Regions from separate parts of the Canis lupus genome. Here region 1 is linked to region 2. A link is a contact called in public Hi-C data. All regions are on one chromosome and are shown on one strand. The core of a region is the stretch at or near the end of the contact, and the rest is flanking DNA. Distances in the headings are between cores, read along the strand shown.

Evidence for each region. A called contact is a pair of places that touch in the nucleus more often than the background predicts.
Region 1: a contact with region 2 is called in a Hi-C map of blood, with 2.8 times the contacts expected there. The contact joins the promoter of P2RX3 here to the promoter of YPEL4 in region 2. A contact is called at or near these places in 3 of 9 Hi-C or Micro-C datasets (amygdala and blood).

What each region holds. Positions count from the first base shown.
Region 1 is chr18:39,266,235-39,271,406 of UU_Cfam_GSD_1.0, forward strand. It overlaps P2RX3 (P2X purinoceptor 3), which reads right to left and starts at 3,179. Exons shown (of 12, transcript XM_038563245.1): 1 at 1,991-3,179. The coding sequence starts at 2,109. SSRP1 (FACT complex subunit SSRP1) reads left to right here and starts at 4,255. Exons shown (of 18, transcript XM_038563247.1): 1 at 4,255-4,388; 2 at 4,883-5,018. The coding sequence starts at 4,965.
Region 2 is chr18:39,002,719-39,007,791 of UU_Cfam_GSD_1.0, forward strand. It overlaps YPEL4 (protein yippee-like 4), which reads left to right and starts at 2,432. Exons shown (of 5, transcript XM_038563229.1): 1 at 2,432-2,638; 2 at 4,960-5,073.

The sequences.
Region 1 (5,172 bases), core at 1,929-4,428, 260 kb after region 2:
TGTTAAACTGTACATTTGTTTGTGGACATGGTTTGATTTATGCTCATCGCTTGCATCGCAAGCTCCGCGAGGCTGAGGGTGCTGTCTGCTTTTGCCCGTGTTCTATGCTTGGTGCACAGTGCCTGGCATGAAGAAATGCTCGAGGAATTTCTGCTAAATCAAAGACAATGGATTCGTGAAGTCCTAATGGTGCACGGGCTCATGTGCACAGAGATGGGGCTCAGGCCAGGGGGCCGGGCTACAAGCTGCGAGGATGTAACTGGAAGGAGCCTCTCCGTGGGGACCTGTCAGGCTGGGAGATGGATGGGGTTGGATATGGAGACGCCAAAGAGCCTCTCATGCTTGTTCCTGCAGGCCGGGCTCCAGCCCCAAGGATCAGGGCATCAGATCATATCACGGTGAGGGAGGGACAGGGGCAGTGGCAGAGCAGAGCAGGCGGGTCCAGGAGCCACTGTCTACCTTCCATCAACCTTCTGCCCGAAGCCAACAGAGCCAGAAATGTGCTGAGGCAGCCTTTGGACTCACCGGGACCACCACACGGTCTCGCGGCTCTAAACAGTTATAGCCTCGCTTATACGCGTGAACGCAGAACATTTAGGAGTCAGCTCCTAGCCAGGCTCTGGAGATGAGGACACGGCATGTTTGCAAACATTCCAGCTCACACAACCTCGAAGCTGGAAGTAGACTTCAAGGCCAAAGCTCGAATCTCTTCTCTCACATCCCTGAGAGGAGCACCGGCTGCGTGGCCTTGCCTCCAGCAGCCACGTAAACGAGTCCACTGGCTCCCGCAAATCACGCAGGGAAAAAAAAAATCCCTTAATCCATACATGCCCACTTTTCCACGCACATACCACTCCGACCCTTCAGGCAAGGGGGCCCATGCACACGCAGCTCTGGCCCACACGCACGCACACCGGATGTCTTCTTGGACTGGTTTGAATTAACTCATGACAGCCGTCAGTGGTTTGCTCTCTCACACACACAGAACCATTGTCTCAAGGGATGGCGTGAGACTAGAGGCAGGCGCACTGGGAAAGAAAGATCTAGAGGCTTCTGCCTGTCGTTTCTGGCGTCCAGCAGTGTGTGCAAATGACCACAAGGAAAGAACCTGTGTTCCCCCCCTCCCCACCGGCCATTGTCTCCTCCATGGCCCTTGGCACACACACACGTGTGTGTATGTGTGGGGGGTGGACGCCTCTGAAGGTGGGTGCCGAGAGGGGGTGTTCAGACCACCGGCTCTCAAGCAACTCCTGGGATGGGTTATATGGCGCAAAGTTAGGCAGCAGCAGAGAATTCACGCTTTCTGACAAAGAGGAGTGTTTCTGGATTCATGAGGAGGGACCCGGTATCGTGTTCAGAAAAGCCACCTTTCCCCCGAGCTGCTCTTCCCTTGAGTGTTATCTGTGCCCTCGTCTCTCCCCCTGCCCAGGGCGCAGACATCCTGCTTTGTCCTCCCCTCCAAGAGCAAGGGCTTCTCCCCTTGCCCCCTTCTTTCACCAACTCCTCAAGCCAGGAGGGAAATCCCTCATTCCAAAGTGGTCTAGTTCTGTCCTTCCCACCTCACCGTTGACCTGGTCACCCCATCCCCATCTCCCTTGTGTCGGTGTCTTCTCTTCCCCTTTTCTGTGCTCCCTCTTCTTTTTTGAGACCCCAAAGCATTGGTTAGGGAGAATGGGAAGGCGTGAGGGTGGTCTGTTCTCTGGTGGGAGCAGGAAAGGAAGGAGAGAGGGTCACCTGGGACGTCTCCTGGCTGAGGGTGGCACTGGGGCAAGAACTCCACTTCTTGGGGTGTGTGCCTGGAAACCACTCTCTGACTCCAGAGGATTTACTGGGGAAGAGGACTAATCTGGGGACCAGATCCCTGACTCCGTAGAAAAGACTGTTTCTTCCAAGAGAGGAAAGGCTCAGGCAGCTGGACAGCAACAGTGAGCGGACACCAGGCAGCAGCACCCCACCACCCTGCTAGGACCCAAAGGGCCACAGGACTCACCCCACAAAGTAGGAGATGATCAAAAGCTGGACTGCCCGGTTGATGACCCCAATGGTCCAGCTCTTCACAACCACCGACTTGGTGGTCTCGTAGGTGAAGAAATCTGACACGCAGTTCATACTGAGAGAGCGCTCGGGGGCCACTCAGGAGGGACCCAGTGGTGGCCTCAGGAGGGACAGGTCCTCGGGACAGGGAGACAGAGCTCAAAGCCTGGAGGGAACCGCTTGGAGGGGAGCCTGGTCCTTTAAGTCAGGAGACCCTAGCGCAGCGCCCAGGCTCTCTCTGCTCTTGACACCCTGGGCTGCCAAGAGTCCAAGGCCAGGGCGGGGGACCCCCTTTTTGTTCGTCTCCACCCCACTCCCCTGTGATGTCACGGCAGGGGTGGGGTCTCCAATCCCCGCTCCTGATTGCCTAGGATGCAGCTGGCTAGGGCCCTCTGGGAGTCATGTTTTATCTGCACTCTGTCTACCCTTTCTGTTCCGTGCTGCATCTTCCTCCCTGCTCACCAGCCGCCTCACGCTCTCCTTAAAGCCCCCTGCAGTGTCCCAGCCCCAGCCACTGAACTGCCTTCCCCAGGCTGAGTGCCTGCCTCATTCGTGACTCTTCCCAAAGCCACGCAATTCAGTGGCCATCCGCTCCCTTTCTGAGTCGTCTCCAATACCGTGGGTCAGGGGGAAGGGTCTCTTGAATATTTCTCTGGATCTCCTGGGAGGGAGTCGTAGAGTTCATGTCCCTAACTCAGGTTGGCAGTGGCTGAGCTCGCCCCGCAGCATAGCGTCAACCACATTGGAGTGTTTGCTTTTATTTTGCTTTGTTTTCCTGTGAGTTTCCTTAACTGAATCGTTTGTTAGATAACATGCTCCTGGGAGGCTGGGGCTGTTTCTGTCTTGTTCACTAGTTTTCTAAAATCCTAGAACCGGGTGGGGGTTCGGGCCATATTGAACGTATGCTGCTGGACAGGGCTGCGTGGCCGTTTCCCGGAGGTTAGGGTCACGAGTTCAGGGAGCAGCAGTGCATGCCCGCTGCCTCTCAGGCCAGCGTCGGGTTAGCAAGCTGGCGGAACCAAGTCAGATTGTCAGGAAGTCTTGGACTTAAATATTCTGTCCTAATGTCTTCACGTAGGACAGGTGCCACCAGTCATTCTGGATGTAGACTCATCGTGATTAGGGCAGAGGAGAGCTGGACCGGGTGGGGTAATAAAGAGATTTGGGGGCCCTGGGCAAATCCTCTTTGGGCCTCAGTATTCTGATCTGCAAAGGAGGTAGGAGTGGACATACTCACCATTTCTCCCAGGCCTGGCCTCCTCTGATTTTATAAGATGTGCCATCACGCTGATGCCGAGATCCTCCCTCTGCCATCCACGCTGGTGGGGACCCCTTTCTACCATCCACGCTGCTGTGGGGACCCCCCTCTGCCATCCACGCCGGTGTGTGGGGACCCCCCCTGCCATCCACGCTGGTGCGGGCACCGGGGACGCCCCCCACCCACACTGGTGCGGGGCCCCCCTCTACCATCCACGCTGCTGTGGGGACCCCCCTCTGCCATCCACGCCAGTGCGGGGACCCCCCTGCCATCCACGCTGATGCGGGGACCCCCCTGCCATCCACGCTGATGCGGGGAACCCCCCCCTCTGCCATCCACACTGATGCGGGGACCCCCTCTGCCATCCACTTCGGTGCGGGGACCCCCCCCGCCATCCACACTGATGCGGGGACCCCCCGCCATCCACTTCGGTGCGGGCACCGGGTCCCCCCCTGCCATCCGGCAGGTCTGACCGTGACCCCCCCCCGCCCCCGCCCCGCCCCCCGCGGACCCCGCCGGCCACCACCCCTACATGGACTGCGGGCTTCGGGAGGGAAGTTTTGGGTGCGGACAGAGAAGCCCTTTCAAAGAGCATCCGGTGCCGTGTGGCGGGAGGACGGGGCAGTCACTGCGACACCGACACCGCGGCCCCCTGCTCCCCAGGACCGTCCCGGGCGGGACGCGGGAAAGGCGCACGCAGGCGTCCGCGGGAGGTCAGACGGGAGACAAGTGCACGGCTTCTCCCCAGGACCCCGTCCTCCCCTCAACAGGTGTGACTTTTAAAGAAGGAGCCCTACGCGCCGGCACCTCCGCCTCGGGGTCCCCGCAGGGTGCACCGCACGCGGCCCCCCCCAGGTCCTCCAGGCCGGCTGGCGCTCTAGGCGGCCGCCTCGCAGGCGGGCCGGGCTCGCGTCTCTCTAGCTCGCTCGCTCTCTCTATGGTCCCTGCACCGCTTCCGGTGGCGGGCCTCGGGGCCGCGCACGCGGGAAAACCTTCCCGAGCGTCCCCCCGACCCCCTGTCCCCGCCCCCCCTCCCGCGTCCCCCAGCGCGCCCACCGCCCGCACCTGGGCCGTCGCGAGGCTGCCGCTCGAGGAGGTGGGTGGTCGCCGCCGCGTGCCCCGGGAGGCTGCGGGCCTCGCTCCCCCCCGCGGGCCGCCCGTGATGGGCCGTTCCGCGTTCGAATCCACGGGCGGCGGGCGAATCCATTTTAGGGGGCGGGGGGGGGCTTGGGCCCGGGGCCGCGGCGCGGCGGGAGCGCCGGGAGGGAAGCCTTGCCCTCGGAGCCGGGTCGCGAGCCGCAGAGGTGCAGCCCCCGGGGTTCCGCTGCTCGTTGCCATGGCGCCCGCTGGAGCGCCCCGAGCCGGCGTCTGGTCCCGCTGTAAGCGCGACTCCGGGCCGGGTTCCCCAGCCGCGGCTGGGCCTGGCTCCTGGAGGTTTGCAGGGCCTGCCGTGGGGTCCCTGGGAGACGAGATCCGGACACATCCCAGGTGCAGCCGGGCCTTGCCACCTGGCTCCATCCACGGGCTCAGGGAGGTGCTGCCTTTGATGTTTGTCTACCCACTCTCCCACCCCCCCCTTCTTGAATTCAGATTCCCAACCTGCTGAGTATCTGCACACCCACCCAGGAGTTGGGGCCCAGCTCCCAGTTGAGGCCAACAGGGGCTGATCAGAATGGCGGAAACACTGGAGTTCAACGACGTCTATCAGGAGGTGAAAGGCTCCATGGTAAGAAGGGCTTGGGCTTTTCGATAGGCTGAGAGATGGAAGGAGAGTAGGCTTTTTATCCATTATCCATGATGCTGCTATTTTGGAAAAGGAGTCCGAGTGGAATGTGTAGTTGGGTGTTTTCCCCAACAAAAGGCAATGCCTGCAGATCTCC
Region 2 (5,073 bases), core at 1,182-3,681:
GTCCCATACTTCACCTAGTGAGCCAGTCAAGGCGTCCCTCCAACTCACTTCTTTATTTTTTTTAATTTTTATTTATTTATGATAGTCACATCACACAGAGAGAGAGAGAGAGGCAGAGACACAGGCAGAGGGAGAAGCAGGCTCCATGCACCGGGAGCCTGACATGGGATTCGATCCCGGGTCTTCAGGATCACGCCCTGGGCCAAAGGCAGGCGCCAAACTGCTGCGCCACCCAGGGATCCCCTCCAACTTACTTCTTAAACAGAGTGAGGGCACAGTATTTACAGCATCTAGGCTTGCCTGCACTCCTTTTCTCCCTTGTCATCTTACACCAAGCATTCCTGCCATCTCCACACCCCCCAAAGAAGACTGTCCTCATGTCTTTTTCATTCTCACCAACTAAACCCTTGATCATTTTCTTCCTGAGTTAAATTAATTGGCATCCCTTTTCTGCTTCCAAACTTTCCATCCTTGCCTTAAGGACTACTCACCTACATTTTTTCCCACTTCCCATTGTTTTCCTCAAGAATAGTTCCTCAAATCCCTCCTCTGCTTACCTTTCCTCTCTCATCCACTGCCCGTACAGAAACACTTCCTTCTTTACCCAAGTCTCCCTCTTAGTTCCAAACCTCTGATAATATCACTCAAGGCACCTGCACTGTGTTTCAGAATTTATCTTCAACCCCAGAATCTTCCTTGGTTAAATCTTCAGAATTCCTTATATTTTTTCATACCCAGCTAGCAATGCTTCCCATTACCTACCATTGACCTACGCTTCCCTTCCTTACATGCGAAAAGAAAAATGACCCACGAGCTGTCCTCCCTGAGTACCTATCTTTGTCACACTTCATTTTCTAGATGGTAGCTAGCCTCCGTTAGAAATTGGGGTTTGGGGGCAGCCCGGGTGACTCAGCTTGTGTCTCATGAATAAATATGAATAAATAAATAATCTTTTTTAAAAAATCCTTTAAAGAAATTGGGGGTTTTATCTTAGAGGATATGTTCTGTCAGGCAGCCCCGGTGGCGCAGTGGTTTGGCGTTGCCTGCAGCCCGGGGTGTGATCCTGGAGACCCGGAATCGAGTCCCACGTGGGGCTCCCTGCATAGAGCCTGCTTCTCCCTCTGCCTGTGTCTCTGCCTCTCTCTCTCTCTCTCTCTCTCTGTGTCTCTCATGAATAAATAAATAAAATCTTAAAAAAAAAAAGGATATGTTCTGTCCACATACTTCAGAGATATACACAGGACAGCACTCCATGAGAAACAGAATCTGAGTCAAATGAAATATAATTGGAAGCTGATAGAAAAATAGCACCGAAACATAGAGGTTCTTCATAAGAAAGAGATTTGGTACACGTCTCTTGAGATATCAGAACTTAATAGTAAATCCTCTCTGGGTTTAAGGGTATTAAGTGGAGAACACCGTTTTGAAGTAGCTTCGGTTTACTAAGTGCTTATCACGTGCCAGGCACTTTTTAGGTGTTTACACGTTACCTCGCTTCACTCTCACATCTCCATGAGGTCAGTATCATGAGCTTCACTTAGCAGAAGAGGAAACGGAGCAGCACAAAAAGGATCAGTAAGTTCCCAGCGGTTCCTGGTGACTATACTGGCAGAGCTGCTATTCTAAGGTCTCTCTGACACCAGCGCCAGACACTTGGACCACGTCTGAAGATGCAGCTCCACTGCCGGTGTGTGATCATCTTCCGTCGGGAAGCTCTGCGCTAGGCACTGCAGTCCCGGGATGCAGACAGGAGTTGCCCAGAGGACCTTTCTCAAAGTTTACAGCCCGGTGGAGAAGCTTACGTAATGTGGGCGTCTCTGTTCACGAAGCACAAGGAACGTGGAGGTAGCTGAGAAGAGGTGCCTGCTCGAGAGAGGTCAGACTCCATCTAGGAGTCCTTCAGGGGCATCAAGCTGAGGCTCTGAGGCTTGGAAGCGCCCGGTTCAAGCTTGGGGGCACAGTTGGCCCCGTGTGACAATTAATATGTCTTCCTTTTCCCTGCGTCAGGGCTGGCGTCCGAGCTGAGATGGGGAACGTATCATCTTGGATGTGTGTGCACACGCCTGACTCTGCATCCATCTCTCACTGTCACCGCCTGGCCGCCTCCCTTCCTCCAGCCCTGCCGCCCCTACTCCATCCTTGCCCAGCCCCATCCTTTCCCCAGGTTCCTTCCGTCTCCTTGGCCACGCTGCCTTCTCCTCAGCAACCAGCCTCTCCTCTAGCATCCCGCCTCCCCGGCCGGCCGGCCCTCTGCTCCCACCCCCCTGCACCCTTCTCTAGACCCATCCCTGATGCCTGCCCCCTCCCTTCCTGCCGACCCGCCTCCTGTGTCTCCCAGCCCTGCTCTGACGTGGGAGGTGAGGGGGTGGGGGGACGGATGACTCACAGTGTTATGATGCAGTTCCACAACACACAGCTACATTCACCCACAGACCGGGGTACAGACGAGAGACAACCTCTGGCCCCCCAGCAGCTGGCCAGCTTGGCAGCCCCAGGCCCGAGCCCCTAACTCCCCTCCCCCGCCCCCATCCCCTTCCCCATTGAAGGAGCGGAAAGAGAAGAGAGAAGAGTGAGCAGAGAGATTGAGAGATTGAGAGAGAGAGAGAGATAGACGGAGATCTCTGGAGCAGACCTCAAGGTGAGGGGGCAGCCCTTCTCCAAATGAATTTTTTTCCCCTTTGCAAATTTCCTCCTCCTGCTGCGTGTTGCTTTCTCCCCATCGCAAAAGCATTATTCATCCACCCTTTGTCCTCCCTTCCCCCTCCCCGCTGCCTCGGCTCCTCTCTCTCAGCTCCTCCATCCCTCTCCGAGCTCTGACGGTTCCCGCACTTATTTCCCGGCAACTTTGGCTGCTGCATCAGGCCTCACTGGTTATTGTTTTGCTGCTGGTGCAGACCCCCGAAGCCCGCCCGCCCGGGGAGCTGGCTGCGCTGCTAATTATTTGGACCATACCATGCCGAGAATGCCAGCCTGGGGGGGGGGGGAGGTGAAGCCTCGGAGCAGATGAGAAAATCACTGTGAGCAGGTGTCGTGTCCCCCCACCCCCAGCCACAGGATTCGCACCTGGTTCCTGGAGCCTCCTCCTGGGCACCTCTGCTGTCAGCGCTGGTTGCTCAGCACCCCCCCTCCCTACCCGCCAGCGCTCTCTCGCCCCCACCTCCCACGGTCCAGCCCCATCTCACTTGGGGGAACATCCTCTCCCTGGTGCTCAGGTTGCCTTTGTTTTTTTCTTCATTTGCCCAACTTGAATCTGCCTGTGATCTGAGCCCGGGAAGCGATGACCCCCTGCTCCCCCTCCTGTGAGTGATTCTCTGGCCTTCTGGGCAGCCTCTCCTTGGCCTGATGGGGAAGCTGGGGAGAGAGGGAGGGAGGGGAGCTGCGGGCTGGAGAAGGACCTGGCGAGCTGGGACCCAGTGCAAGCCCCCTGGCCGGTGCAGTAGGTGGAGCGCAGCAGAGGGGAACTCACAGGCAAAGTTGAAGGCAGACCTGGGAAGTGGGCACTGAACGCTGGATGCTGGTGAGAAAGGCCCATCTCCTGCGGCCGGAGCCCAATGTCACCCTGAACTCAGCTCAAGGTGTCTTTCTAGGGCCCAGCCAGGGGTAGAGGACCTCAAACTGAAGATGGGCTCTTCTGGGGTTCTGCAGAGAGACTACCTGGCGGGCCCAGGAAAGGCTGGAACAGCTGGGGCACAGGCGGCCACCGCAGAGGACAGGACGAGAGCCTGTGTGCCCTGGCCACTCGCAGCCACACCGCCTCTACTCTGCTTAGTGGTCTTGCATTGCCAGAGCACCCACCTGGCACCTCTGAAAAAATCACCCATCACAGGCCCGAAGGCACCATGGAGAAAAAGGCGGGACTTCACCCACTTATCAGAGCCAACAGATGACCCCTCCCTTCTTATCTGCTGCCTCTAGCACCCTCAGCCACTTCGGGGCTGGAGTCTGGGCAGATAATGACATCTTCCTCGGCCTTCCTAATGAGAACCTAGCAATTTTATCTAATGTCACCCACAGAGTCACTGCTGTTGGTCCCTACCCCAGGAGGAAGGTGGAAACATGCTCTGCCTTGTACCCCAAAGCATAGGTTTGGAAAACAGGAGTCCCCCCCCGCTTCTGCTGCCCGTTGCTCCCACAGCACACCACTTAGCCCCAGAATGCGGCCTTCCCCGACGTGATCCCCATTTCCCATTGCTTCCAGCTGTTAGAGTTGCCTGAAAGAAAGGTATTTTCTCTCCTAGGGCTGTATGTCCAAGTCTTTAACTGAGGCTAAGGCAACAGTGAGCAAAGAGCAGTATATAGATCAAGGGGCTCAGAGGCTGAGAAAAGAGCCAGTTGCTGTTTCTGAGCTGGAATGAGTGGGCCAAAGTGCAGGGCTGGCGAGGGGCCACGTCTGAGGTCTCTGGTAGCAAAGGAGACATCTATGAAATTCTAGTTCCCAGGGTGCAGGACTTCAGCCCCCAGGAGAGGGCTGACTAGGGTGTGTGTGTACCTGCCTTCTGGGCTGGCCTCCCCCCCTCCCCTCCCAAATCTGTGAAGGACCAATTGCATTGCAAATAGAGGCGCAGAAGAGAAAACCTGCCAGGCTTCCCCAACTTGTAAAAGGCTCTGAACCCGAGCCTGCCAGCACATGTGGGATGCAGACCCTCACAAAAGGGCTGAAGCCCAGGAGAGGACACTCGCCGCCGATGACGTTGCTCCCATGGCAGCGTTGGTAGCAGCAGGCTGCTCTCGGTGGAGACTGGTAAAGGCTCCTCCCGCCCCAGGAGGGACAGACACTGCGTCCCCGCCTGTGGCACCGGAGGCCTGGACCGGCCACCAGCAGAGCCGGGATTCCAGGGGCCTGAGAGACAGTGTGATGGCACGCTGAGGGTCTCCAAAGATCCGGTCTTCTCCATTCCCCCTGAGGAGGGGCTCTTCGGGAGGTCAAGACTCTCCTGATGCACTCTTTCCTCTTTGCAGGTGACTTCCATTTCTATCTGGTTCACGTCTGGGGGGGCCCTGGCCGGGCAGCCCCCCCACATCTCTCCTGCCCTGAAACACGGCTCTAGCCAACCTGCTCCGCTGCTTCACCTG